Regions from separate parts of the Sus scrofa genome. Here regions 1 and 2 are each linked to region 3. A link is a contact called in public HiChIP or PLAC-seq and promoter capture Hi-C data. All regions are on one chromosome and are shown on one strand. Each heading gives the region's core, a stretch centred on a gene start, on an enhancer-like site or on the middle of the called end of the contact. The rest is flanking DNA. Distances are from core to core; before and after follow the strand shown.

Evidence for each region. Promoter capture Hi-C pulls out the DNA fragments that hold promoters and counts their contacts. HiChIP or PLAC-seq counts read pairs in DNA pulled down with a chosen protein or histone mark.
Region 1: an H3K27ac HiChIP or PLAC-seq map of alveolar macrophages shows a contact between it and region 3. The contact joins the promoter of USP19 here to the promoter of PRKAR2A in region 3. A contact is called at or near these places in 1 of 5 promoter capture datasets (fetal liver) and 1 of 2 datasets of contacts at active chromatin or transcription factors (alveolar macrophages).
Region 2: a promoter capture Hi-C map of fetal liver shows a contact between it and region 3, with 2.6 times the contacts expected there. The contact joins the promoter of NDUFAF3 here to the promoter of PRKAR2A in region 3. A contact is called at or near these places in 3 of 5 promoter capture datasets (fetal liver, fetal skeletal muscle and liver), 3 of 47 Hi-C or Micro-C datasets (heart right ventricle, liver and skeletal muscle) and 2 of 2 datasets of contacts at active chromatin or transcription factors (alveolar macrophages and skeletal muscle).

The regions. Positions count from the first base shown.
Region 1 is chr13:31,734,950-31,738,954 of Sscrofa11.1, forward strand. USP19 (ubiquitin specific peptidase 19) reads right to left here and starts at 1,484. Exons shown (of 26, transcript NM_001271714.1): 1 at 1,222-1,484; 2 at 924-962; 3 at 626-799; 4 at 406-539; 5 at 27-332. The coding sequence starts at 1,348. It overlaps LAMB2 (laminin subunit beta-2), which reads right to left. Exons shown (of 33, transcript XM_021070660.1): 31 at 3,917-4,005; 32 at 3,662-3,821; 33 at 3,333-3,582. The coding sequence ends at 3,446.
Region 2 is chr13:31,655,625-31,659,645 of Sscrofa11.1, forward strand. It overlaps NDUFAF3 (NADH:ubiquinone oxidoreductase complex assembly factor 3), which reads left to right and starts at 1,317. Exons shown (of 5, transcript NM_001243606.1): 1 at 1,317-1,422; 2 at 1,510-1,702; 3 at 1,870-1,936; 4 at 2,031-2,131; 5 at 2,216-2,463. The coding sequence starts at 1,346. The coding sequence ends at 2,335. It overlaps DALRD3 (DALR anticodon-binding domain-containing protein 3), which reads right to left and starts at 682. Exons shown (of 14, transcript XM_021070653.1): 1 at 478-682. IMPDH2 (inosine-5'-monophosphate dehydrogenase 2) reads right to left here. Exons shown (of 15, transcript XM_005669533.3): 11 at 3,855-3,998; 12 at 3,596-3,740; 13 at 3,358-3,501; 14 at 3,193-3,276; 15 at 3,018-3,089. The coding sequence ends at 3,068.
Region 3 is chr13:31,515,421-31,519,132 of Sscrofa11.1, forward strand. PRKAR2A (protein kinase cAMP-dependent type II regulatory subunit alpha) reads right to left here and starts at 1,585. Exons shown (of 11, transcript NM_214258.2): 1 at 1,332-1,585. The coding sequence starts at 1,584.

The DNA.
Region 1 (4,005 bases), core at 234-2,733, 220 kb after region 3:
CTTCCAAGCAGGCACGCCAATCTCACCTGGGTGGATGCTGGCTCAGCCAGGAAAGGGGGGGCATCACCCCGGGGTCCAGGGCCATCTCTGGACCCTTCCCCTTCTGGCCCTCTGCGGAGATGCACAGCTCTCTTGGCGCTGGGGCCTGCCTGGGCCCCAGGGCCAGCCCCTGTGCCTGCCTCACTACGGCCCTGGGCCCGTTTCTGGTTCCGGGCCTCCTGCTTAGCCCGGCGGGGCTCAGGGCCTGGCTCCGAGGCAATGGGAGATGCTTCCTGCCCATTCTCCTGGCACCGCAGCCCTGGCACCAACTCCTGGGTCCCTAGAGGTTTCTTCTGCCAAAGATACAGCAGTCAGACTTGGTCAACTACAGTGAGTATCCCTGCCTTACCTTGCTCTGGAACTTACCAGGAGAGAGGGCCACATGAGCATAGGCACCTTCTTGGGCAGTGAGAGCTGCAGGAGGCCACCTTTGCGAGCCTGCACTTTGGTACAGGAACCATCTATCTCAGCATAGAAAACACCACCCCACTGCCGACCACCTGGCGACAGAGTGGAAGCAGTGAGCTGGGGTAGGAGATAGCCAAGGATTCAAATCTACTGCTAGGCTCAAAGCAGATGAACAGACCTGGAAGCCGCACCACACAGTCTGTGTCCGTGAAAGCAGCATCTACTTCATCCAGCCTCAGGGGACCAGCTCCCACACGCAACTTGACAATCACCTCATCAGAACTCTGCCTCCAATCCAGCAACAACTCTGTAGAAGGAGTTCCAAAAAGATTGTGAGGGTCTCCATGAACTTCTGATGAGGATAAGCAGGCACCAGACACCAACCCTAACAAAATTGTTCTAGACAAAGGCTATAACCCCACGACCCCCCCTCTCCCCTAGCAGTCTAACATCCAGAAGGCCTGTACATTACTCACCCTCTTTGGTATGCTCCTCCTGAGGAGCGGATGCTGACCCTGACAACAAAGGAAAGAACAGGGAAAGGATGACAGATGGGAAGCCTCCAAGATTCTAACACCCACCAAACACCATCTTTAGGATCTCAGCCAAGCACCCCAACTTCAAAGCTAAGGCTCTACCCAGCCTGCCATTGGTCCTTCTCTCAGCATCAGATCAGGACAGAAGGAACAAAAAAGTCATCTCCCAACCTCTAATCCACACACTCAACAGGAAGGGAGGAGCAGAAGGTCATGAGCCCTCTGGGATTGACACTACCACCTCTCCTGGGATCTCCATCCTTGCTCTCCTGGTTTGCTCGATCCTTCTGCTTCTTCTTACTGGTGGCCTCTTCCAGTCCCAGGGGCCCTCTCCTTGGGCCTGTGGTGCTGGCCCCTCCAGACATCTTGAGCCGCTTGGTCGACAGCCAGAGTGCCCCAGGGTCGGCAACGGCGTCTGGGTCAGGGCTACGGCGCTTTCTTCCTGGCCCAGCTATCTTGGCAACTCTTTGTGGCCAAATCTTCCAGCAAGGAACTGACAGCCTAATGAGAAGCAAACCAGTGATCACTACCAAGGCCCCAAATTTGCTCCTTGGTCACGCCCACGGCTTGGCAACCTGGGACACTTCTAACCCGACAGAGCAATGTCTCTCCATCACCTGATCTAGCCCTGGATACTCTCAGACTATTCCTAGAGGGAAACAAAAAACACAAGGAGCAGCAGCCACTGCTGGCTGAGCATCCTATCTAGGAGGTCTGCCATGAAGACCCACAAAGGAGTCTCACTGAGGAGACGCCAGGTCAAGGCAGCCACAGCCTGGGACCAGGCTCCACCATCAATCTGGAGAGGAGCCATGGCTTCAGCCCACAGGCTGGTGCTCTGAGCAGGGTGCTCACTTTCCCTTCACTCTCACTGGCTGCTTAGTCACCACCCGAGAAGTAGGAGGTGGAGGAGGAAGGCAGGAAAGAGGGAGACAGGCAATCAAACAGCAGGAGGACCAGGCTCTCTGGCTGAAAACAGGCCCAGCCCAGCTGCTACCACTGACCAGGCAAGCTCTTGAGATTAAGGCACCTCACCTGCCACCAGCCAGTTCCCACCCTCCTCTGAACCTGCTTCTATGCATTACTCCATTTATTTCTTTTTTTCTCCTACATCTGGAAAGATTTCTCTCTCCAGTTGCTGTCCCATGCAGACAGAGAATTGTAAAAGCCAGGGTGAACAGTGCATTCAGATGTCACACTACCATTTCAGCAGCAATCCTGCCCCAAAACCAAGGCAGGACGGGCATCCAGTTTGAGACTGAAACCCTTCCTTACCAGGTCCACACATTTATCAGCTCTGAGCCTGAGACCTTCTACCCATTTCCCACAAACCCACCAGTGGGTTCTGGGCTGTTTCTTCATCCAAAATAACGTTCTCAAAACCGAGATAAGGTGGGCATGAAGGAACCATGGAACCAGGACCCCTAGCAGCCTCAAGCATGGCCTGAGACAGTAGCAGGACAGATAGTGATTAGTCTGTGTTCCCAAGGGTTGTGGCTATGAGGGGAGGGGTAAGATGTTCTTCTATGGGTCAGATGTGGGACTAGTGAGCTGCATCTTCAATGACGACAGGTCCAGAGCAGAGGGACAGACATCCTCCGCCTCTTTGCTCCCAGGCCCCAGGCGAACATCGCGTCCCTCCCCTTTCCTCCTGGGACATTAAGGAGGGAAAGGGGCTGTCTAGAGATCCAAGGCCGCGCGGGGTTACTGACCACAGACCGGCGCCGGCCAGACTGCAACCCAGCTCCAGCCTCCGAACCCTGGGCCCATCACCACTACCACCTCCTCCAGGAAGCCGCCCTCGCCCGCCGCCAGCCCTCTCCAAGACCGAAGGCCGGTCACGGGCGTAACGTAACGGCCCCGCCTGCACCAGTGGGCCCGGCACCCCGTAGGGCTCGAGGGGTGGAGGCTGGTGCGGCCCGTGACCTTGAACAGGCTGCCCCGGGCCGCGTAGCGGCCTCCCGGCTCTGGCGAGAAAGGCAAGCAGCGGCCCGCCCCACTCACCGAGCGAGGCCGCCGCCGCCAGCCCTCTTCGGGCCCTGGCAACCCGCTCTCGGTTCCGGTTCCGGCGTCAGGTCGGTTCCGGTTCCGGCGCGCCCCTCCCCCGTCCCGGCGCCGCCGCCACCGCCTCAGCTGCTTGTTTTGTTTCGACTTCTAGTTACGGCCGCGGGAGGTTGAACGCAGAGCCGATGACGCACTTCCGGCGGGAGCGGGCACGCGGCGACGGGCAGCTCCGGGGCGGGCCCGAACGGAGGAGGCGGGGCTCCGGTGCCTCGCTGGGGCCCGGCTGGTGGCGGCCTCTATGTTCCGCCCAGAGAATCCCACCCTCCCCAAATCAGAGTCCAGATAACACAGCGATTCACACTGGTTTATTGGGGGCCTGGCCAGGCTAGGGACTTTCCGTGCACAAGCAGTAATGCGTGCGGGGCGGGGCTGGGACTGGGGTAGGGCTGGGGCTGGGGTCACTGGCAGGTATTGTAGATCTGGACCTGCAAGTTGATAGCTTGAAGCACGCTGCGCATCCTGGCTTCCAACCCGTCCAGCTGAGCCGCTTTGCCCTCCAGCGCCCGCTCATTCTCTTCATAAGTGCCTTCCAGCTCTAGGAGAGACAGGTCTCAGCAGAAGGGTCCTTCTTTCAGAGTCCCACGTCTCTGGCGCCCACACGCTGCCAGCCTCACCTTGCAGCCGCTGTAGCTTGTCTTGAGCTGCCTGCAGCAAGTCCCGAGCTTCATCTCGCAATTGCTCCGCCCGCACTTGCGCAGCCAGCACACCCTGGGCCTTGCGCTCAGCCAGGGCCCTCACTGTCTGGTACTGGTCGCCTAGTGGGCCCTGCAACAGCTAAGAAAATAGAGGGCAGAGTCAGGGTGGTGACCCAGTGGAGGCCCAGGCTTTACCGCCACTGCTTCCAACTGGCTCTGCCTCAACCCACCTACCTGTTCAGCCTCCTGAGCTCGACCCTGGGCACTGCCTGCTGTTTCTTCAGCACTAGAGGCTGCCAGGCTATTCCCTGCTCGTTTCAATT
Region 2 (4,021 bases), core at 67-2,566, 140 kb after region 3:
TCCTACATTCCCAGTCCCAGGAGAGGGAGCCAAGAGAAGGTGGTGAAATCAAGTGCGGTAGGAACGAGCCGCTCGCTCACCTGGGCCCCAAAACAATAGGTGTGGTGGGGACCCCCCCCCCCGGGACTGGGTCCCAATCTGGATTAGATCCACGGGGTAGGATTAATCCTGTTGGTCCCATGCAGTCAGGGCCACTACACTGGCGGTGGCGGGGCGGGCTTCAGGATCAGCCAAGAGGGAAGCGCGCCCGTGGGGCCTCGGAGAGGAAGTAAACCCTCCCCTGGGACACCCCCGCACCCGGGCCCTTTGTCTGGTGACGCTGCCAGTGTCGGGAGTGCGAGAAGCCCAATGAGCCCTCAAGGCAGCGACGGGACCCCCGGAGATCTACTGAGAACGTCCTCGGTTGTTCGAAACCCCCCCGCCAGCCTGGCCCCGCGGGCGGCAGACGCAGCAATGTTTCCCCGGAGGCCACCATACAGTAGGCGCGCCGAGATGTCGGAACCTGCGCGGGCGCCAGCGACTCTGGCACCAGTAGGCCTTCTGATTCGGCTCAAGACGCGGGGGAGGGATTCTCTGGACGCAGAGCGAGGTGAACAAGAATAGGGCGATACTCCGGCCGCTGTATAGTTCAATGTCTGGTCCGTTTCGGCCCGGTCCGACCCAGGAGCAGCAACGACCAGCCTGACGTCGCGTCCTCTTCCGCTTGTTCTAGCCGCAGAGTTGGAGCCATTTTAAGGCGAAACCACTCAGCCACGCCCCCTCGCCCTCCAGAGAAGCCAATCCAAGCGCAACGACGCCTGGTGTGAAACGCCGCGGCGTTGCCAACGGTCGCGCGGGTGAACGGTTGGGAGGGGCTGAACTCGGAGGGCGAGAGGGGGAAACCTGAGCTGCCCGCACCGCCCTCGGAATCCGACTCCGCGAAGCCGGGATTAGAAATTTGGAGGCTGGCACCACGCCCTGGCCAGGTGTGCGGGACTCGAACAGGTGCTAGGCCGCCCCTCCCCGGGTCCCAAGAGCCCGGCTTAATGGCTAAGAGCCGGGGGCCCGGCCGCGGCTGGGGCTCAGACTGTGCTGAGGCCTGTCACGCCACCAGGTGTCCGGCTCCCCCAGAACGGCCTGCGGGGGCCTGGGGCGGGGCGGACGGCAGCTGCAGACACTGGAGCCGCACCGGGAGACCCGCCCTGCTGGGACCTAAGCCCCTGGTCGGCTCCCTCCCGTCTCCAGCCCGGGGCCGGCAGAGCTGCGCGGTGCCCTCCGCGACGCTGGGGGCGCTGTCGTTGCTCCGGGCTGGGTGACGCCACGACCCCGCTGACCCTGCGCCGGTCTCCCTGTGCGCTGATCCGCCATGGCAGCGGTGTTCGTGCTTCGGAGCTTGTATCGAGCGCGACACATCCTTCGCTGGCCGCTCGCGCAGCTGTCCTGGTGAGGCCGGACCCACCGTCCCTGACCACCTGCCCCCCACAGCCAGCGACTCCCAGCCCCTTAGACCCCGACCATACCCCTCCGCAGGGCCCCAGGGCGTGGGCATCGGCTCACGCCGACGGATGATGAGCTGTATCAGCGGACGCGAATATCTCTGCTGCAGCGCGAGTCCCCGCAGGCGATGTACATCGACAGCTACAGCAGCCGCGGCTTCGTGGTCAATGGAAATCGCGTGCTTGGGCCCTGCGCGCTGCTTCCGCACTCGGTGGTGCAGTGGAACGTGAGCCCTTCCCTGCAATAAGGAAACCCGAGGACCAGAGTCAGGCCTGCCTTCCTGACTCCGTCCTTGGCAAACTTGGCTTTTCTTTTGCCCCGCTTTGGAGCAGGTAGAGGGTCGGTGGGGAAACCTCCATAGACTTGTAATTAACTTGTCTCCTTCCCACACAGGTAGGTTCCCACCAGGACATCACCGAAGGAAGCTTCTCTCTCTTTTGGATGCTGGAGCCCCGAATAGGTACTGGAGGAAGGGAAGGCTGAGGTGATGAGCCCCGGAAACCCACCCTCTCGATAGACCTCGTTGCAGCCTTGCTATGCTCATCTTTCCCTAGAGATTGTTGTGGTGGGCACTGGAGACCGGACTGAGCGGCTGCAGCCCCAGGTGCTGCGAGCCATGAGGCAGCGGGGCATCGCTGTGGAAGTGCAGGACACAGTATGTCTGGTACTCGGGAATGCTGAGGCGAGCCCAGGCCTGGCCTTGGCCCTAGCCCAGCTGATGCTGGCTTTCTCTTTGCAGCCCAATGCCTGTGCCACTTTCAACTTCCTGTGTCATGAAGGCCGGGTGACAGGAGCTGCTCTCATTCCCCCACCTGGAGGGGCTGCTCTCACATCTTTGGCCCAAGTCTCAAAAAAATGAACCACCAGGAACCTTGCCACCCTTTGCTGAGTGCAGGGGTTTCCAGTTTTTACTAGCTCCTCCCCTTTGGCACTGTAACAACTTGTCTTTCTAGCCAGCAAATTAATAATTTAATCTACTTCTCACAATTTTGTACTAGGTGTATTGCTGGACAGGAGCTGCTGGCTCCGTGGGTTCATGGAGGGGGTTGTGAAAAAATCAAGGGGATACTCAAGAGGCGAGGAAGCTGTATAGGTGTCTGTTATAAACTGTACATCTCTTTGCTCACATGCAGATTTGAGGGGACTTCAGTGCTTTCTCCACAAGGCCCTTTAGAGATTCAAGTTAGAGAACATGTATGTGGGGTCTCAGCCTGATCCCCTGTGGCCAAGCTTTGGGCTAGCAGGAGGCCCTGTGGATGCCAGTCTATAGCCTCATGGCCTGTTCTGTGACCCTTTCTTAGCAGCTACAGTCAGAGTCACAGTTTGAGACCAAACCCTTGGGAGCCAGAACTGGTCTGAGCTGCCAGAGAAGGGACTTTCTGAATCTAGCACTACCACCTACGTCCAGGTGCTCACAGCACCCTCATCTCAGGGCTTGAGGTTTTCCCTGGAAATGACGGTACTGTGTTGGTGTGTATCTGTGATGGTGGCAGCTGCAGAGCACTACCTGCTTGTTGTTGACCTCAAAGATCAGGCATCACTTTTTTTCAAACTTTTATTGAAAAACCAAGGAGGTGTGCTGTATCCCTTTTCAGAAAAGACGCTTCTCATACCTGTTGGCAGAAGGACCAGCTGTGAGGGTGAGGGCAGGAAGACCGAGGCATGGGAGACACCTCAACCCCAAGGACAGAGGAATGGAAAGGGTTGGTCACTTACGAATGAAGGCTGTGGACGCCACCTTCAACCTGAGCTGAAGATGTTCTCTTTTCAAACTTGAGCTCCCCAGAATACATCATGGCTCTGAACAGGGGTGGTGGTCAGATGTGGGGAGCTGGCCCTCGTCCAGCCCCTCTAGTCGATGGCCCTGCTCCCTAAACTTACCGGACTTGGGTTAAACTCTTAGCACCAATGTCCTGGCAGGAGTGCTGGATGCCGGCAATCAAGTATGGAACAAATTTGTGGATGGATCCTTTGTCCTGCACAGCCCCAGACACCCCCTGGGCCACCTTGATTTTGTCAGCTTCACTGCAAGAAGAGGCAAGAAACACAGACAGGGTCAGAGCCTTGATGATACTGCCAATGTAGAGTTAGCATACAGTAAATGGCTTGCCTGTCCCACCTGAAATATCGGTTCTGGCTGCTGAGATGCTTGTCCATGGCATCAAGAGAACCCATGCCACGATATTTCTTTAGTCGGATCCCATCAGAGAAGAAGTACTCGCCAGGGGCCTCAGTGGTAGCAGCCAAGAGGGAGCCCATCATAACTATGGACAGGAGGAGGGAGGGAGCCCATCATAATTGTGGATAGGAGTGCTGTGGGAAGACCCTGACTGCATTAGGAAAGCAGTCCCACCAGGCTTCCTGGGTGTAAGCCTCACCTGTGGAGGCCCCAAGGGCCAAAGCTTTGGCAATATGGCCCACATTTTGAATTCCTCCGTCAGCGATGACAGGAACACCAAATCGCCGTGCATATTCTGACACCTTGTACACTGCTGTTGCTTGGGGACGCCCACACGCCAGCACTGTTGAGACATGGAGGAAGAAG
Region 3 (3,712 bases), core at 335-2,834:
GTGTGTGTGTATGACTGAGTCACTTTGCTGTGCAGCAGAAATTGACACATTGTAAATCAACTATAATTAATTTTTTTTTTTTTTGTCTTTTTGCCTTTTCTAGGGCCGCTCCTGTGGCATGTGGAGGTTCCCAGGCTAGGGGTCTAATCGGAGCTGTAGCCACTGGCCTACACCAGAGCCACAGCAACGTGGGATCCAAGTCGAGTCTGCAAGCTACACCACAGCTCAGGGCAACACCAGATCCTTAACCCACTGAGCAAGGCCAGGGATCAAACCTGCAACCTCATGGTTCCTAGTCAGATTTGTCCACTGCGCCACAACGGGAACTCCTATAATTTAATTTTTTAAAATGAGTTCAAAAAATCTGGCTGTTCAAAAGTAGGGTAATTCTATTGTTAAGTTGACAAAGCCTATGTTGAAGCAACCAAGGAAAATGGAATTGCTTTCTGACAACCCTGCTTAAATATATATAGAAAGTGTTACTGTTCTCTTTCCTGCAACCCGTATGCTAAAAAAAGTTATTGTTTACCCTCATCAAATTTATTTGATCCAATTATCTTAGCCAAATTTATATATATATATAAATTATTATTATATTATTATGTGTGTGTGTGTATATATATATATATATAGATAGATAGATATTATATATATAGGGTTTTTTTTCTTTCCAGGATCCGTACTTTAAGAAATGCATACTCAAGGACCAAGGGTGAAATGCTGGAATTTGCTTTAAAATACTTCAGCAAAGAGGAAAAAAAAAATACAGCTGAAACATCTGTGACAGATCTTTCAACTGTGTAATGGGGGTGATGGCATATAGGGGGTTCATTTCACATTTTCTCTCTATTTTTGTATATGCTCGAAGTTTTTCACAATAACTTCACAAAATGAATTCTTTCCAGACAAAGTTACCTTCCTGGCTATGAAATATGAGTCAGTGGATGTGAATGTTCTTGTCTTCGGAACGAAAGTGGGCGAAGGGTCTCCAGCAGAGGCCAAGCAGCCGTGGGCTCCACGCCCCTCCGGCCCCGCGCCAGCATGCGGGCCGAAAGCGCGCACGTTTCTCTTGAGCTGAATCTGACAACTCCCACTCCGTGCGCTCTACGGCTCGCAGGACTGCCGAGCTCAATTTGGAAGTGGCACACGCGGGGATCAAGCCCGCCGTTCGGGAACCCAGACAAACTCCGCTCGAGAGCTTCAAGGTCCCGGGCCCAGGGTTGCAGGCCTAGCCCCCGAAGCCCCCTCTGGAACTCCTAGAGACCCCTACCCGACCCGCCACTGCTCCTTCGACCCCCCCACCGCGACCCCTGGCCCAGCCTGCCTCCTACCGTCCAAGTCCTCGTCGTCCTCCGACTCGCTGTCCGCGATCGCGTCGGTGACAAGGCCAGAGCTGGGCTCTAGATCCTGGGAGCCGGAAGGAGGGGCGGCGGGTGGGGTGGAGGCTCGGGAGCGGGCCTCGCGCAGGCGGGTGAAGTAGTCCACCGCGAAGTCGACCAGGTCGGGTGGCTGCCGCCGCAGCACCTCCACGGTGTAGCCCTGCAGCAGCTCCGTGAGCCCAGGCGGGATCTGGATGTGGCTCATGCCGGCGGCGGCCGCGAGGACAGGCAGGACCCGGCCGCCGGCAGCCACTGTCTGGGCGCTCCCTCACGCCGGCCTCCCGCCCGGCACCCGCGAGGTCTCCTCACGCGCGACCTGGGCTGGGCCCCCCTCGCGCCAGGTCGCCCTTTGGCCGGGTGTGCGTTTCCGGGTCACGCCACCCTACGCTACTCCGGCCGGCCTGGTACCGCCGCCGCTGTCACTGGGCAGCCGCCGCCGTAGCCGCGGGTACCGACAGGCGGGCAAGCGGGACGGGCGGGGCAGGAGCCCGGGTTGTGACGCACGCTGCCGCGGGCGTGCGCGCTCCCGCCAGCGCTCTGGCCCTCAGTGCGCGTGCGCCAATAGCCCACCGGGCCTGCCGGGCAGTCTCTCCGCAAGGCGCAGCAATTAATGGTTTTCCCGTTAAGCGGGTCCATTGGCGCCGCTTATTTTTAATTTCTACTTTCAACACACCCTAGGATCCTCCCGTTTGCTAGCCCTTACTAAGTGCCAGGGACATAACCGAGAGTCAACGTAAAAATGCACATTACCACCTCAGAGTGGTTCCAGCTATAGTGCAGAGCAAGAGGGCCCACATTAGGGGATGGCATTTAAGCTGGCTCAGAGGCCTGGGCAGGATCTGGCCATAGGAGCATCTGAAGAAAAGCCATGTGGCCTAGAGGGCAGTAAGTGCAAAGACCTGGTAAAGTCAGAACCACCCAGACCTCAGGGTGGAATAGTGGCATGACCATAGGCCCCTCAGAAGTCTTGGCAGGAAGACTGTGAGATGTCAAAGGGAGAAGACCTTGTAGATAGGAGGAGTTTCAGTGATATAGTAATTTTGGAGCCAAAGGCAGATAAATAAGCCTGGAAGAGCTCAGAAGGTCAAACATGTTCCTTGAGAAAAGGGAATAAGACCCAGAGCAGGAGAGAAGGATCGAGATGGCAGAGGAGTTAAGATGTCTCCCTCACCTTCTCCCACAAAAGAAAGTTGTTTTTTGACAACTCCCACTCCATGTGCTCTACGGCTTGCAGGACCGCAGAGCTCAACTTGGAAGTGGCACACGCATCAAAAAAACAAAACTACACATAGAACAATTCGCACAGAACATCTATTGAACACTGGCAGAAGAACTTAAGCCTCCAAAAAAGGGCAAGAAACCCTCCACAAAACTGGGTAGAACAACAACAACAACAAAAATCAGAGAGAGCAAGAGAGAAAGAGAAAGTCCCAGAGCAGGAATGACCACTGTGCCTTTTTCTCCTCTTGAGCAATACAATCAGGATTCCCAGGACTAGGTCTGGATATCTCTTCTATCCCTATATTCCACCCTGGGCCAGCAGTACTTTAATGGTGTTGAGCAGACCACAAGGCACAGATATCCTTTGCCCCTGGGGAGAGGGCATAGGTGAAACTGGAGAAGCCATGCTATTTCCCAAGTTGCCCCTTCATGCACACCAAATTGGAGGGGAACAGGAAAAGGTAGAAACTTTTCTGGGATGTCCATACAGCATAAGTGCTGACCAAAGACTCAGAGGGCATAGGATAGAATCCTCCCTCTCTTTGCTGGGCCCAGGCAGAAAGTGACTAGATGTAGCCCTGGGAATCTGAAAGGCATTTGGGATGGTTACGCTCCACCTGGTAATTACCCAGCATTAATTAAAATCCTCACTAGGATCTCTCATATTAGCTTGGCACACACCCAGGAGCTCAGTGCTGCTGGGAACTGAGCTTCAAGAAGCAGGAACATCCAGCCCCCACTGGTATAGATGCTACCCAGCTCTAGGCCAGGCAGGCCTGTGATTCCAAACAGTGGTATCTCCCTGGATAAGTTTCTTGACTGCTGGAAAGCGTCCTGGACTGTCAAATTTGTGAAAGAAGGGGAGTTCCCGTCATGGCGCAGTGGTTAACGAATCCGACTAGGAACCATGAGATTGCGGGTTCGGTCCCTGCCGTTGCTCAGTGGGTTAAGGATCCGGCGTTGCCGTGAGCTGTGGTGTAGGTTGCAGACGTGGCTCGGATCCCGAGTTGCTGTGGCTCTGGCGTAGGTTGGCGGCTACAGCTCCGATTGGACCCCTAGCCTGGGAATCTCCATATGCCGCGGGAGCGGCCCAAGAAATAGCAACAACAACA